Linked DNA regions of Macaca mulatta: all the other regions are linked to region 2. The links are chromatin contacts, called in public Micro-C maps. All regions are on one chromosome and are shown on one strand. Each heading gives the region's core, a stretch centred on a gene start, on an enhancer-like site or on the middle of the called end of the contact. The rest is flanking DNA. Distances are from core to core; before and after follow the strand shown.

Region 1 (4,232 bases), core at 115-2,614, 220 kb before region 2:
GCAACATAGGGGGATTCCCCATCTCTACAAAAATAAAAATAAAAATTAGCTGAGCATGGCAGTACACAGTTGTAGTCCCAGGTAGCCACTCAGGAGGTTGAGGTGGGAGGATCACTTGAGCCTGCGAGGTGGAGGCTGCAGTGAGCTATCATTGTACCACTATACTCACCTGGGCAACATAGCAAGACCCTATCTCTACAAAAAATAAAAATAAAAATTAGCTGCGTATGGTGGCACACATCTGTAGTCCTAGCTACTCAGGAGGCTGAGGTGGGAAGATTGCTTGAGCTCAGGAGTTTGAGGCTGCAGTGAACAATTACTACACCACTGCACTCCAGCCTGGGGAACAGAGCAAGACCTAATCTCTAAAAAAATGAAAAAGACCCCTCCTTCCAACAACGTTAAACCACTAGAGATGTTTCATACTCCGTACAATTTTTTCTCTCTTTCTGTTCACAATACGTTGGGACTTATAGGCGGAGTGGGAGTCAATGGGAGCTATGGTAAGAAAGTCAACAGAGGGCTGGAGGAACAATACCAACAGCTAGGATTCTCTACTCCCAGATTTGCTAACAAGCATTGATTTGCTCCCAATATACAACACAATCTGAGTGAAGATCATTGAAAATCTAGGATTTTTTGGTCTAAAGTTGGAATCGTGGAAGGCATTTTCTCAACCTTGTTCATGTCTCTTTCCTTTGCAGGGCAACAGGCTTTGGCTTCTTAAATGCGCTATGCAAGGCAGCAGCCGTCTTGGGAAACTTAATATTCGGCTCTCTGGTCAGCATCACCAAATCAATCCCCATCCTGCTGGCTTCTACCGTGCTCGTGTGTGGAGGACTCGTTGGGCTGCGCCTGCCTGACACACGAACCCAGGTTCTGATGTAATGGGAAAAAAGCCATCCTTCCTGCGTTTCTTCCTCCTGCCCTGGGTCAATTCTCCTTCCTGACTCAAGGCTTCAGAGTTTTCCTATATAGAAAGGTGATCAAGTATCAGAACATAAACACTTGCTGTGACTTAAAATTTAGAAGCATATCATCTTGCCCCTTTGTGATTTTGCACAGGTTTTGTTTGTTCGTTTGTTTGTTTTGTTTTAATGCATTATTATCTTTCCAAACTGTGATGCTACTGCCTCCCGCAAATCAGTGGAAGCATTTCTAAAATGCCCTCGGCAGCCAGGCTTCCCTGGGGTTGTGCTTATTGAAAGTTTAGAAGCTAAGAAGGCTGGGCTGGTGTAAGAAATAGATCCTGCTCCTAATTTAACATTAACAGGAAATATAAGTCGGCACATTATTGCATTTGTGCTGAGAAGAGGGATTCTTTTTTTTTTTTTTTTTTTTCTGACACAGTGATATTTCCTGTTTACTTAGAAAAGGACACCCAGTAATTCTTGCTGTTATAGCAGAGCCTTTCAAAGAAAACCATGTGGCACCAAACAGGGCTGGGTGGGGCTCTTTGGGGCAAGACAATTAAGGTGACTCTGCTGACAAGAAAAATAAAAGCTCTGCAATTAGCAGCAAAAATCTGAGTGAGCTGCATAAGCAAGATTTCTGTCAGAAAGCCCAATTAAACCTCTGAAGAGTGTGAGGAAAAAGGACTGTAACAGTGTCTGTGATTGTGGCACGTGGTTCAGAATGTTTGAAAATCAGAGATCCGAGAGAGAGCTTCTGCCTCCATTTACCACCCCCACTCCTTCAGCTGCCCTTGGTCTTGCCAGACAGCAGAATCAAGGAAAGAAAGCTGCTTCTTAAAAACTGTCTGCCTACCTGATTCGGCCACTTACCCACACTGTCTCTAGTCTAGAGATTGCCAGTGGATACCTAAACTGTAAATTGCAAATTAGGAAGAAATTCACACCTAGAGCCATTTGGAAATACAAAATGGTGCCTCTTTCTGGTACCTCTTTTCTGTGGGACTGGCCCACCAGGACCCCCACCTCACCTGCCCCGCAGTTGACATTCAGCTTCCCCGCTGGCATCACCAAAGCGGGTTTGTCCCTCTGGCTTCCCCAGGGCTGGCCCACTGCTCAGTGCGCTCCTAGCTCGCTGTAAAATCACAGCCTGCCCGCACTCCTGAGGGGCCTTCTCACAGACAGACCATCTCCTGTGGTTGTTTGGCTGCTCATTTTACCTCTGGAATCTGCCTGGGCCTGGAAGAAAGAGGTCAGCCAGGACATTCCCACGGGCCCGCTGTCAGCTACATGACCTTCTCGCCTCTCGGGCTCCCCTTCCCCCAGGCTCGTCCTTTTTACACATCTTCTTTGAAATCTGAACCTTCCTTGTAGACTTGCAGCCAATCACCAGAAGCCAGGAATAAATCCCATATTTAAACAATATTCCTTTTTTAACTGCCTCGTTAGAGGTTTCTTCTTGTTACTTATTATAGGCATTTTCAGGCAAGCCATAGCTGGGGGCCCCCAGGAAGGGAAAGCTTTTGTTTCTACTAATCATTATATTCAGAGATGTCCTAACTCCCCTGAGGCCCCCCTGCCTCCCCCTCCCCTTCCTAATGATCCCTCCTAGAGCTCAGACTAAGTGAAAAGCTTCTTTCATTAACATAAGCCATTAATCGACTTCCCCTTGAAGTAATTCAGGTCTGCAGAGGGGGGCAGACTGGTATTGGGGGCAGTGGGAAGAGGGTGGTTCCCTGGGGATCTGTGATCAGGGCTAGAACATCAGGAAAACCTGAACCAAAAACTGCAAAGGTGGCAGGAAGAAGAAAAATCACTGAAGGCTAGACAAGATGCATTTGAAAGATACCAACAGCGCAGGGAAAGAAACCACTTTCTCTCACCTCTGCCTCCCATCAGTTTATTGGAGAACAAAGACAGCAGTCAAACAACCCAAGAAAGTACCCTGCATGTTTTTCTTCTTCCACATGTACTCATTTTCCCACCTATCCATTCCTGATTTGTCTTCTTAAAAAAGATATTTGGGGACCTGAGTAGATCTTTTAGTTGAATGCAGCATGTGCAGAGATAACTGCAAAAGCCAGGAGTGCATCTCCATCAACCCATCAAAAGAAAAATAGAAATGCATGTGGACATCACTATCTCTAGTCCTCTGTGATAGTTCACTTTGCTTACTAGACTACCTTTACTTTTTAAAATGTCTCTAATGTCTGCTCTGGGGTCTAAATGCATAAAACGTCTCCCAAGCTGCAGAGCACAGTTATTCGGAATTTTATTTGAACACTGGGTTGAGTCAGCACAGGATAAACCAGCAAAACATTACTTCTTGAGACCTCCCATCCGTGTCCCCTGCAGAAGGACTGTTCTTGGTCTACTTGTTACCTAATCCAAGCATCCTTGGTGGCCTAAGAGGGATGTTTTCTAATCTCCTGGACAGTCTGTGGTCACAAACCTTCTTGGTCACCACCTCTCCCACCTTTTATGCACTCTTCCCTGCCTCCTTGAGATTGTTCACCACCTTGATTTTCTAAGAGAGCTCAAATCATTTCCAAAGTATGTGGTGTGGCCTGTCTGGCTTGCTCTGGATTTAGCTGGAGATTAAGAAACAGCCAGGATATTAAACAGAAAGTCTCAGCTGTATCAGTGTAGCAGGCTGCTGGCACCCAAACCTGCAACTGGCATCTCATTTCATCTACAGTAGAAGGAAAATGAAAATTTGCGCAAAAATGAAAGCCGAGGAAATAGTCCACTTGCTCCTATATTTTTACCGCCTTTTCTAACTAAAATTTCCCTATTGCTCTTTGGAATCAATCCAGAATGCTCCCAAGTCCCATTATTATCACAGAATCTTCTCAGTAGGGAAAATCAAACAACTGCTTCAAACTGTCAATTCTGTATGTACCACATTCTATCCCAGGTATTGGGTCTTAAGGCACCCAACTCACATTCAGTCCTGCTGCCTGAATCATCTCACACCAGAGTACAAACCTGGGAGACGCAATAGGTGGGTCCTAGCCTGACCTTCACCACTGAGCAGTACAGGGACCCAGATATTGCTGGGGAGACTGTAAGTCCTTGAACATCTCTGGTTCTCACTTTCCCCATGCACAAAGTAAAGGATTGGGACTAATCTGCTCTCCACTCTCCAGCATTCTAGAAGACAGTAATGAAAATAGCTTCATCTCATCTGCCTTCTTAATACTAAACTCATCCTTTTTTTTTTTTAATTTGATGGAGTTTCGCTCTGTTGCCCAGGCTGGAGTGTAGTGGTAGGACCTCTGCAACTCTGCCTCCGGGGTTCAAGCGATTCTCCCACCTCAG
Region 2 (4,183 bases), core at 1,457-3,956:
AATCTGGTGGCAGAGTATGGAAACTAGATCATCCAGGGGAGGAGGAGATGGAGGTGTGGAGCGCTAGATTATAGGTCAGTGTTCAGACCAGAGGTCAAAGGGCCCGACCATGGTAAGCGGTAGTGAGAGTGGGAAGGAGGGGATGAAATGGGAGAGAGGCACAGAGTTGCTGGCAGCCAACAGCGCACTGGGATGAGAACAGGGAATGACTTTATAGCGTCAACCTGGGATCCATGAAAGGAGAGGGTACCATGAACAGAAGTAAGAAGAGAAGACCAATTTGAGCATGCAGAACATCAGGGCTACTCTTAGCCTATAGTGCCTTTTCAAGAAGGAAAAGATGTTCCCTCCTCCAGGCACAGGACCTGGCCTGCAGCACACAGGCTGGCCCCCGGGCTAGGTTCCGGTGTACAGTGTGCCACCTACACAACCATACATGATAGCCCTGGGGAAGATTCCTGTAGAGCAGCAAGGTTCCCAGGAAGTAATAAGGTCCCAACACTTCATCAAGGGCATAGCCAGACTCTAATGTCTAATGAGTGATAGTGCTTATTTCTGTATTGATTGCAGAAAAAGCCATCATGTAAGAAAGGCACCTCCTTTTGAAAGACACCTATCTTCTCCACACATATCACAGCTTTTCTTTTTTTTATCGTGATGAAATATATATAATGTAAAATTTACCATTCTAACCATTTTTAAATGTACAATCTAGAGGCATTAAGTACATTTACAACATTGTGCAACGTCACCATTCTCCATTTCCAGAAATTTTTATCTTGCAAAGCTGAAACTTTGTATCTATTGAAAATAATTCCCTATTCCCCCTCCTCCTAGCCCCCGGTAACCTCTATTCTACTTTCTGCCTCTGTGATCTGCCTACTTTAGGTACCTCATATAAGTGGAATTATAGAATATATGTGTCCTTTGGTGCTTGTCTGGCTTTTTTACTTAGTGTCATGTCTTCAAGTTTCATTCATGTGGCGTTTATCAGAATTTTATTCCTTTTCATGGCCGAATAATTTTGTATTGTATGGATATATACCACATTTTGTTTATTCATCTGTTGATGGGCACTTGAGTTGCTTCCATGTTTTGGTGACCATGACTGATGCTGCAATTAATTTGGGGTGCAAGTGTATATTTGAGTCTTTGCTTCTAATTCTTTGGGGATATTATAATACCTATACTGGATCACAAAGTAATTCTACGTTTCACTTTTTGAGGAGCCACCAAACTGTTTTCTACAGTGGCTGCCCCATCTTACATTCCCACTAACAGTTCACAAGTGTTTCAATTTCTATTTCTCATCATCCTCACCATCATTTGTTATTTTTTGTTTCTTTAAAACCAGTAGCCATCTTAATAAAGTAATATTGCCTTATGGTTTGATGTGCGTTTCCCTGATATCCCAGTTCTACTTTTATATAGCTGCTTATCATTAAGAAAGCTCTATTTTTCAAGAATGCTGGAAAGAGCAACTTCTCCCCTACAAACTCATAACCCACCTTCACCTATGTGAGAACATACAGAGCATAGTTTCACCTCCTTTGAAATACTGTAATAAGAGTTTTAGATGTGATTGATTCAACGTGCAGAATGTTTATTTTTCGTGCATGTGTGTGTGTGTGTGTTTGAGATAGTGTCTTGCTCTGTCACCCAGACTAGCACAAAGTGATGCAATCACAGCTCACTGAAACCTCACCCTCCTGGGCTGCAGCAATGCTCCCACCACAGCCCTCTAAGTAGGTGGGACTACAGGCATGCAACACCATGCCCTGCTAATTAAAAAAAAAAATTATAGAGATGGTGTCACACTGCTGGGCACAAGTAGTCCTCCTGCCTTGGCCTCCCAAAGTGTTGGGATTACAGGTATGGGCCACTGTGCCTGGCCACTACTTTTCAGTTAGTTGTGAGCATTTAAAAATCAGAAGAACTCATAAAAAATCTGAATCTTCCACTTTTTAGGAAATCCCAAAGCTCAGGCCCTTGTGGTCCACATTTTCACAAGTAGCTGTGAGCTAGAGCCAAGTTGCTTACAACTCCCACCCAGCCAGCTTTGTTCCTTACCAGTACCGGCCTCACCCCTGCCAGGTACCTGTTTCCAAGCCCTGTTACAGTGGATTTTCTGAGGCTAAAGTTAGTTTGGATTTATTCCAACTTATATAAATAATTGAGGTGATTAGATATGACTAATACTTCTGTTCTACCTAGCTACTTAATACCTCCACTGACACTTCCTTGCGTGATAAAATCTGAAATCTCCTCATTTATCCTTGCATCCCTTGAGCCCCTTGAGGGACGGGTCTTATCAACAGATTGGTTTCTACTGGTTAAAAGTTGCTTTAAATCTGTTTCCTCATACCTGGAACAATTGGATATCATGTTTTGCATCTGCCCATCAGGTAGATACACCCTTTTAGCTCTACCACATTCTAACATAGAGTGGCTCCTCTGTTATTGCTACCTAATTGTAGGCCTCTGCTTGCTAGTTGTGTCCACTGTTTATGTTATAGAGAAATCTTTTCACATATACAAGGACTTTATATCTGTGTGTGTGCTCATTCATTTAATAGCCTTTGTATGTGCTAGAGTTAAGGCATAAGAAATACAAATGTTTCATGTCTGTGGTCAGGAAATACAGTTAGCAGTGGCTGTAGCTGTTTAGATTGTGACGATGATAATTGGCCGCTTCAGATCCTGTGTCTTACAGATAATCAGTACTGGAAGGTGTAGGGTGAGGCTGCGTCACAGCCATGAAATGGAGGCATTGTGAAACCCAAGCCGGCCCAGAACACCCTCGCAGCATGATTTGTTATTGCACAGAGCTGGCTGTACTGCTGCTCAAGCCATATTTCCTGAAACTTAAGAAGGCCAGAGTGGAATAGAGTTCTCTTATAACCAGCTCCTCTTCCCTCAAACCTTCGCATGACACCCCTTGTGGTTTTCAGCCCATCTCTCTGTGTGGTCGCTAATGACTTCATTAAAGGTGAAGCGTTTCAGTGATCAAGAGCCAGTGCTGGATGGTGGTCAGAGGGATGTAAATGTGCAAGTGGGCCTCGGAGCCTGGGTGGACCAGCCTCCTCGCCTCCGCTCTCAGGCGTCTCGCCCTCCGGCATGTTTCTCTGAGGAGCTGCTGATCATTTGCCCAGATGATGGAGCTGGGAACCTCGTTGTCACCAAGTCAGTCCTGATGATATGTGCTTCCTGTCAGGGAAATCCATGGTGCATGTGTTTATCTTCCGCTTCTCAGCCAGTTTCTTTCTGCATCTATCAGTCTCTTCTTATCTGTCTTCTTTTTCCTAACTGGGCATAGTAGTCAGTTGTGAGTTTGGACTTGTATTTTCTTATTTTGTAACAGTTTGTTTTCTGGCTTCATCTTGCCCCTCCGTCCTAAAAGCTCCACTTGTCTTTTATTTCTCAAGGTAGGTGGGACGAGTTTGGATTTTTTTTTTTTTTTTTTTTTGGTCAGGTTGATTTACATTTCCCCCCATTAGGGTGTGCCATGGAAAGAAGTTTTCTCCATTTCTGATGTCTATGTCAATACAGAACAATAATGAAATTGTTAGGCAAGTGAAATGGTACTTAATGATCTGTCTGGAAACTCCTAGGCACCTGCAAGGCTTTCTGAGTGAGAATTCACTGTGGGTAGCAGTTCACATGCCCCACTCCTGAACATGTGTAGGAATGGGTCCCCGTAGGCATCACTTTCTAGCCAGTCCAAAGCCACGCTCCCCTGGCGGCCCATTGTCATCTTCCTGCTCCCATAGGCACGGCACCCCAGATGTCTGCTGATCTGACCAAAAAGCTGGCAGACAGGAAATAAACTGACTTCTAAGATAAGAACCTTCATTTGAAACAATTTTTAACATGCCTTCTTTGTCAAGGAGTAAAGACCCTGAATCCCCCAGGGGTTCCTACAGCCCATGAAGGTTCACAAGAGAGTCTACAATCCTCAGAGCCAAGAAGCACTGAGACACAAGAACAGGGCCACTTGACAGAGATAGCAGTTCCCAGCCGACTTGGGTCCTAGGAGGATATTCTGGGTGGCAGGGCTCTAATTGATTATTAACCTACATATAAAATCAAGGACGTATAGCCAAGCACAGCAGCGAATGCTGCCACCTTGTGAGCTGCCTGTGGTTGTGCTGGGTAGAGATGGATCTAGCTAAGGCAAACCAGG
Region 3 (3,884 bases), core at 192-2,691, 140 kb before region 2:
TCATTTAATTCAGCATCTCCTGACATGCAGGAAAATCGCCTTTCACATTTCTCCTCTGGGTGAATATCGATTGACAGGGTGCTGTGCCTCAAATGTGGCCATTTCACCTTTGAATTGTTCTTATACTGAGAGGCATCTGCTTTTTAAGAAAGGAAAACCCAATTCATCCCATTCCAAACAGGTGAGAATCTAATGCCACCAGGGGGAAAAAAATTATTTTGCTATCCGTCTGAATTGAGTTCCCTGTGTACAGTTTACGTCCCTGTGCGCATCTACTACTCACAGAGCTACTCTAAGCACGCTCTGCAGTGTCAGCATCACCTGGCAGTATGCTAGAAATTAGAAATGCAAATTCATGAGCCCCAGCCCAGACCCATTGAGTCGGAAATTCTGAGGGTGGGGCCCAAGAATCTGAGTTTCAACAAGTTTGAGAAGGACTACCTCTCCTATCTGAAATGGAAAACAGCTGGTCATCCTCTGTATCCTTGCATAATAAAAAATGATTAGTGTCACTATGCCACCATTTCCTTAGCGAAACAATTTTTCTTTCTTTTTTTTTCCCCCCCGAGGGTCTTGCACTGTCACCCAGGCTGGAGTGCAGTGGTGCAATCACAACCCGCAGCAGCCTCGTCCTCCCGGGCTCAAGCAATCCTCCCACCTCAGCTTCCTGAGTAGCTGGGACTGCAGGCGCACCCACCATGCCCGGCTAATTTTTATGTTTTCATTTTTTTTGTAGAGACGGGGGTCTTGCTATGTTGCCCAGGCTGGTCTGGAATTCTTGGGCTCAAGGGATCCTTGTGCCTCGGCTTCACAAACTGCTGGGATTACAGGCGTGAGCCGCCGCGCCCGGGTCTAAATAATTTCTTATCGCCCTCCCTCAGTTTGTTTTTCCTGTTATCGGGTCACCTACACATTTCACAATTGTCAAACAGGTGAGGGCACAGATACAGAAGCGTCCCGCATTCCCTCCAGATTTTATCACGCTGAGGCACAAAGAGAAAAATAGCTCCTGGCGACCGCATGAAAACCCCAATTTCAAAACAGCCACATGCAGTTTAATTTCCTTAAAAGCTTAGCCGGAAAAGGTTTCTGTGGCTTGCGACCCCAGCTGGGCTTGAGCGAAGGCTCTGCACATTGGGGCAGGGGCGGGCACAAGGTGATCGGAGGGAGGGGGATGACTCGCAGTTGTGTTTTGAGTGCTTGCTTGGGTTATCTTGTTCCTCCAGCACACATACACTCAAGTTTCTTGTCATAAGGGGAACCCTGTTATTTTGTAGACAAAAAGTGACAGAAGCAAGTTTCGAAGCAAAAAAAAAAAAAAAACACAAAAAAACAAAAAAACAAACAAAAAAACAAAAAAAAAACAAAAAACAAAAAAAAAAAAAAACGAAGACGACGAACAAAAGTCAACGTGAAATCTCCCCAGAGGAAAAGGAACCGCGCTGTTTGTCCCTCAGTAACTGAGCAACACCCCGGACACGCAGGGCTGCCTGTGACTTCTGCGGTTTTTCTTGCACTTCTCCGCGTTGGTTCACTTCCACCCTCGAAACGCTCCAGAAGCGAGAAATAAGGCGGGGCGGCCGCCACCCCCAAGCCACCAGCTGTGCGGGGGCCCCAGCTGCAGGGGGTCCCGGCCCAGCGTCCCTCTCGGCCCCTTCCCTCTCCCCCGAGGGAGAAGGGGCGGGTCCACGCGGCCTGGGCGCTGCGGCCGGTACGCGGTAGGGGTCGCTGCGTCTCGGCGCGCGCTCCCACCGCGGTGAATAACGGGGCCTGGCTGGAGGAGAAAGGAAACCTGCTGCGGGAGGCGGCGGCGGCCGGCCAGGGAGCGAGGGAAGAGAGTTCACTTTTACTCCAGTGTCAGCACGCGGCGGCCGTGGCTGGCGCTGGCGAGAGAGCACCGAGGGAGCGGGTCGCAGATCTTCGGGCGGCCCCGAGAAATCGGCGAGAGGCGGGATCCGAGCGCGCCGGCGGGGCGCAGAGCCCGCGAGCCTGGCCAGCGAGGGGAGCCGCGGGGGGCGCGCCCCGGGCGGGCCCCCGGAGCCGCGCAGGATGCCCCGCGAAGAGCTGCCGTCGCTGCAGAGACCCCGCTATGGCTGTAAGTGCGCCGGGCGCGCGGGGTTCCGGCTGGCCTTGGGGAGCTCCCTCCCAGAGGACGGCGTAGGAGAAGCTGACGGAGCCGGTTGCGCGGCGCAGAGGGAACTGGAAGGCAGCGGCTGCGCGGCTGGCAAAGTTGGGAGCTGGAGTTGCAAAGGGCAGTGAACCGCGTCCCCCCGCACCCCCCATTCCTAATATCCAGCTGGCAACCCAGACCCTCCACTCTGCATACCCCAAATGGGTGGGTGGGCAGTGCGGGGGTTGCGCTCTGGGACAGACCAGGTTGGGGTTTTGGGGGTATCAGGTGAGGAGTCCGCGGAGCTCCGGGCCGCCACCGGCTTGGGCCAGGGGGTGGCGTAAGGCACCGGATTCTTCCAACCCAGAAAGGGGGGAAAGTTTGTTTGCTGTGGCTACAGGTGGGCATCACAAGTAGGGCGCCGGCGCACTCTGCTAGTGCAAAGTCGGCTTGACTGGAAGGGCGGGCGTCTCCTCCTGTCCCGCGCCCTCGGACTTCACCTGAGCCGCTAGAGCCATTGGCCTCACAGGTGTGTGTCCCTCCTCGCTGAAACCCCCTAACCCCTTTCCTCCCCGCTCCCCTCGCATGGGAGGATTGCTGTGTGGAGAGGATGCGGCACTAGGCTCCGGGGAATCCGGTGGGAGCCCGCGTGACTTGAACGAGATGGTGTCGATTACCCAGCCAGGGCTGCCCTCGGAAAGAGGTTGCTTTGGCCGTTCGTGAGTGGATGGAGCCAGATTAACACTAACCACGTGGCTTCATATGCAGAGTTCAGAGTCCTAAACATGTGCCAGGAAGCATTTCCTTTAAAACAAACAGAAAGTTGGCCCGCTGTCTCTCCAAGGTGGCCCTGTCAGTGAACCCAAGGCCGAAGACCACAGGTTAATCTTTGCCCAGGCTGGCCTTGGTGGCAGAGGTACCAGGTTTGGGTTAAGGTGGTGATACCTTCAGCAGGGTGTTGTGTGTGTGTGTGTGGTTTTGGGTGGTGCTTAAGGCCACTGACTTGCTTAACTGAAAAAGGGCTGCTCAACTTGTGTAGGTTCTTTCCCCTCCTCCCCGCTGGCCTGTCGAAGATGGGAGGTTATCTTTCCTGTGTTACCCTTGCAGTGAGGGGCAGGCCTGAGGGCTGTAGCCTCTGTACTCTAATGCATTCAGCAGTTGACTGAGACCCAGCGTTTTGCCTTTTGGTAAACCACACAGACAGCAGAGCCTCTTGGGTTCAAGGAGGAACACTGTGCTCATTCAGTGTTTGCAGTGCCAGCCTCAGGTGGGACCCAGCTTTTTGCCTTTTAGTAAACCACACAGACAGCAGAACCCATTGGGTTCAAGGAGGAATGCTGTTCTCATTCAGTGTTTGCAGTGCCAACCTTAGGTTGATGGAAGTACTTTAATGTGACAAGCTCTCAGAACATATGGTGGCTTCACTGTGTCAAATGGTAAGATAACCACAAACTTCTGTAAACTAGGTGAATCTACATGAGCAAATGATTTCTTGCTGTCACATGATTAATGTCGGCCCTCATTAACAATAGATAGTGCAAAATTTCCGTGAATGTGGTACATGAATGCAGCATTTCTGTCAGTCCCTGCATGTGCATCTGTGATGCTGCTTGATTTTCACGGAATAAATCTGTGTTTTAAGTGCACTCCAGAAGAAGCTATCGAGGGAGTCCAGATCTGGCAAGCCTGAAGCCCAGTTCACAGGGCTGCTTTCTTTGGAAATCTTCATCCAGCTTTCCTCACCAATATGGTGTAAGGGGGTGGGTGCCATCTT

The links. Hi-C and Micro-C count contacts between places; a contact is called where the count stands out from the background.
Region 1: a contact with region 2 is called in a Micro-C map of CD4 T cells, with 6 times the contacts expected there. The contact joins two enhancer-like sites. A contact is called at or near these places in 2 of 14 Hi-C or Micro-C datasets (CD4 T cells and liver).
Region 3: a Micro-C map of CD4 T cells shows a contact between it and region 2, with 11 times the contacts expected there. The contact joins the promoter of IQGAP2 here to the enhancer-like site in region 2. A contact is called at or near these places in 3 of 14 Hi-C or Micro-C datasets (CD4 T cells, fetal cortical plate and liver).

Annotation. Positions count from the first base shown.
Region 1 is chr6:82,688,892-82,693,123 of T2T-MMU8v2.0, forward strand. The region is part of intron 12 of SV2C (synaptic vesicle glycoprotein 2C); the gene reads left to right. Among named protein-coding and RNA genes, the nearest start is that of IQGAP2, 71 kb to the right of the region's middle. Within about 2 kb of position 1,365, at least 8 of the 40 cell types and tissues checked have an H3K27ac peak or open chromatin away from gene starts, as enhancers often do. A contact at or near this core is called in CD4 T cells, where this site is marked.
Region 2 is chr6:82,902,740-82,906,922 of T2T-MMU8v2.0, forward strand. All of the region lies in intron 2 of IQGAP2 (IQ motif containing GTPase activating protein 2), which reads left to right. Among named protein-coding and RNA genes, the nearest start is that of F2RL2, 83 kb to the right of the region's middle. Within about 2 kb of position 2,707, at least 9 of the 40 cell types and tissues checked have an H3K27ac peak or open chromatin away from gene starts, as enhancers often do. A contact at or near this core is called in CD4 T cells, where this site is marked.
Region 3 is chr6:82,760,376-82,764,259 of T2T-MMU8v2.0, forward strand. IQGAP2 (IQ motif containing GTPase activating protein 2) reads left to right here and starts at 1,442. Exons shown (of 36, transcript XM_015140297.3): 1 at 1,442-2,095. The coding sequence starts at 2,050.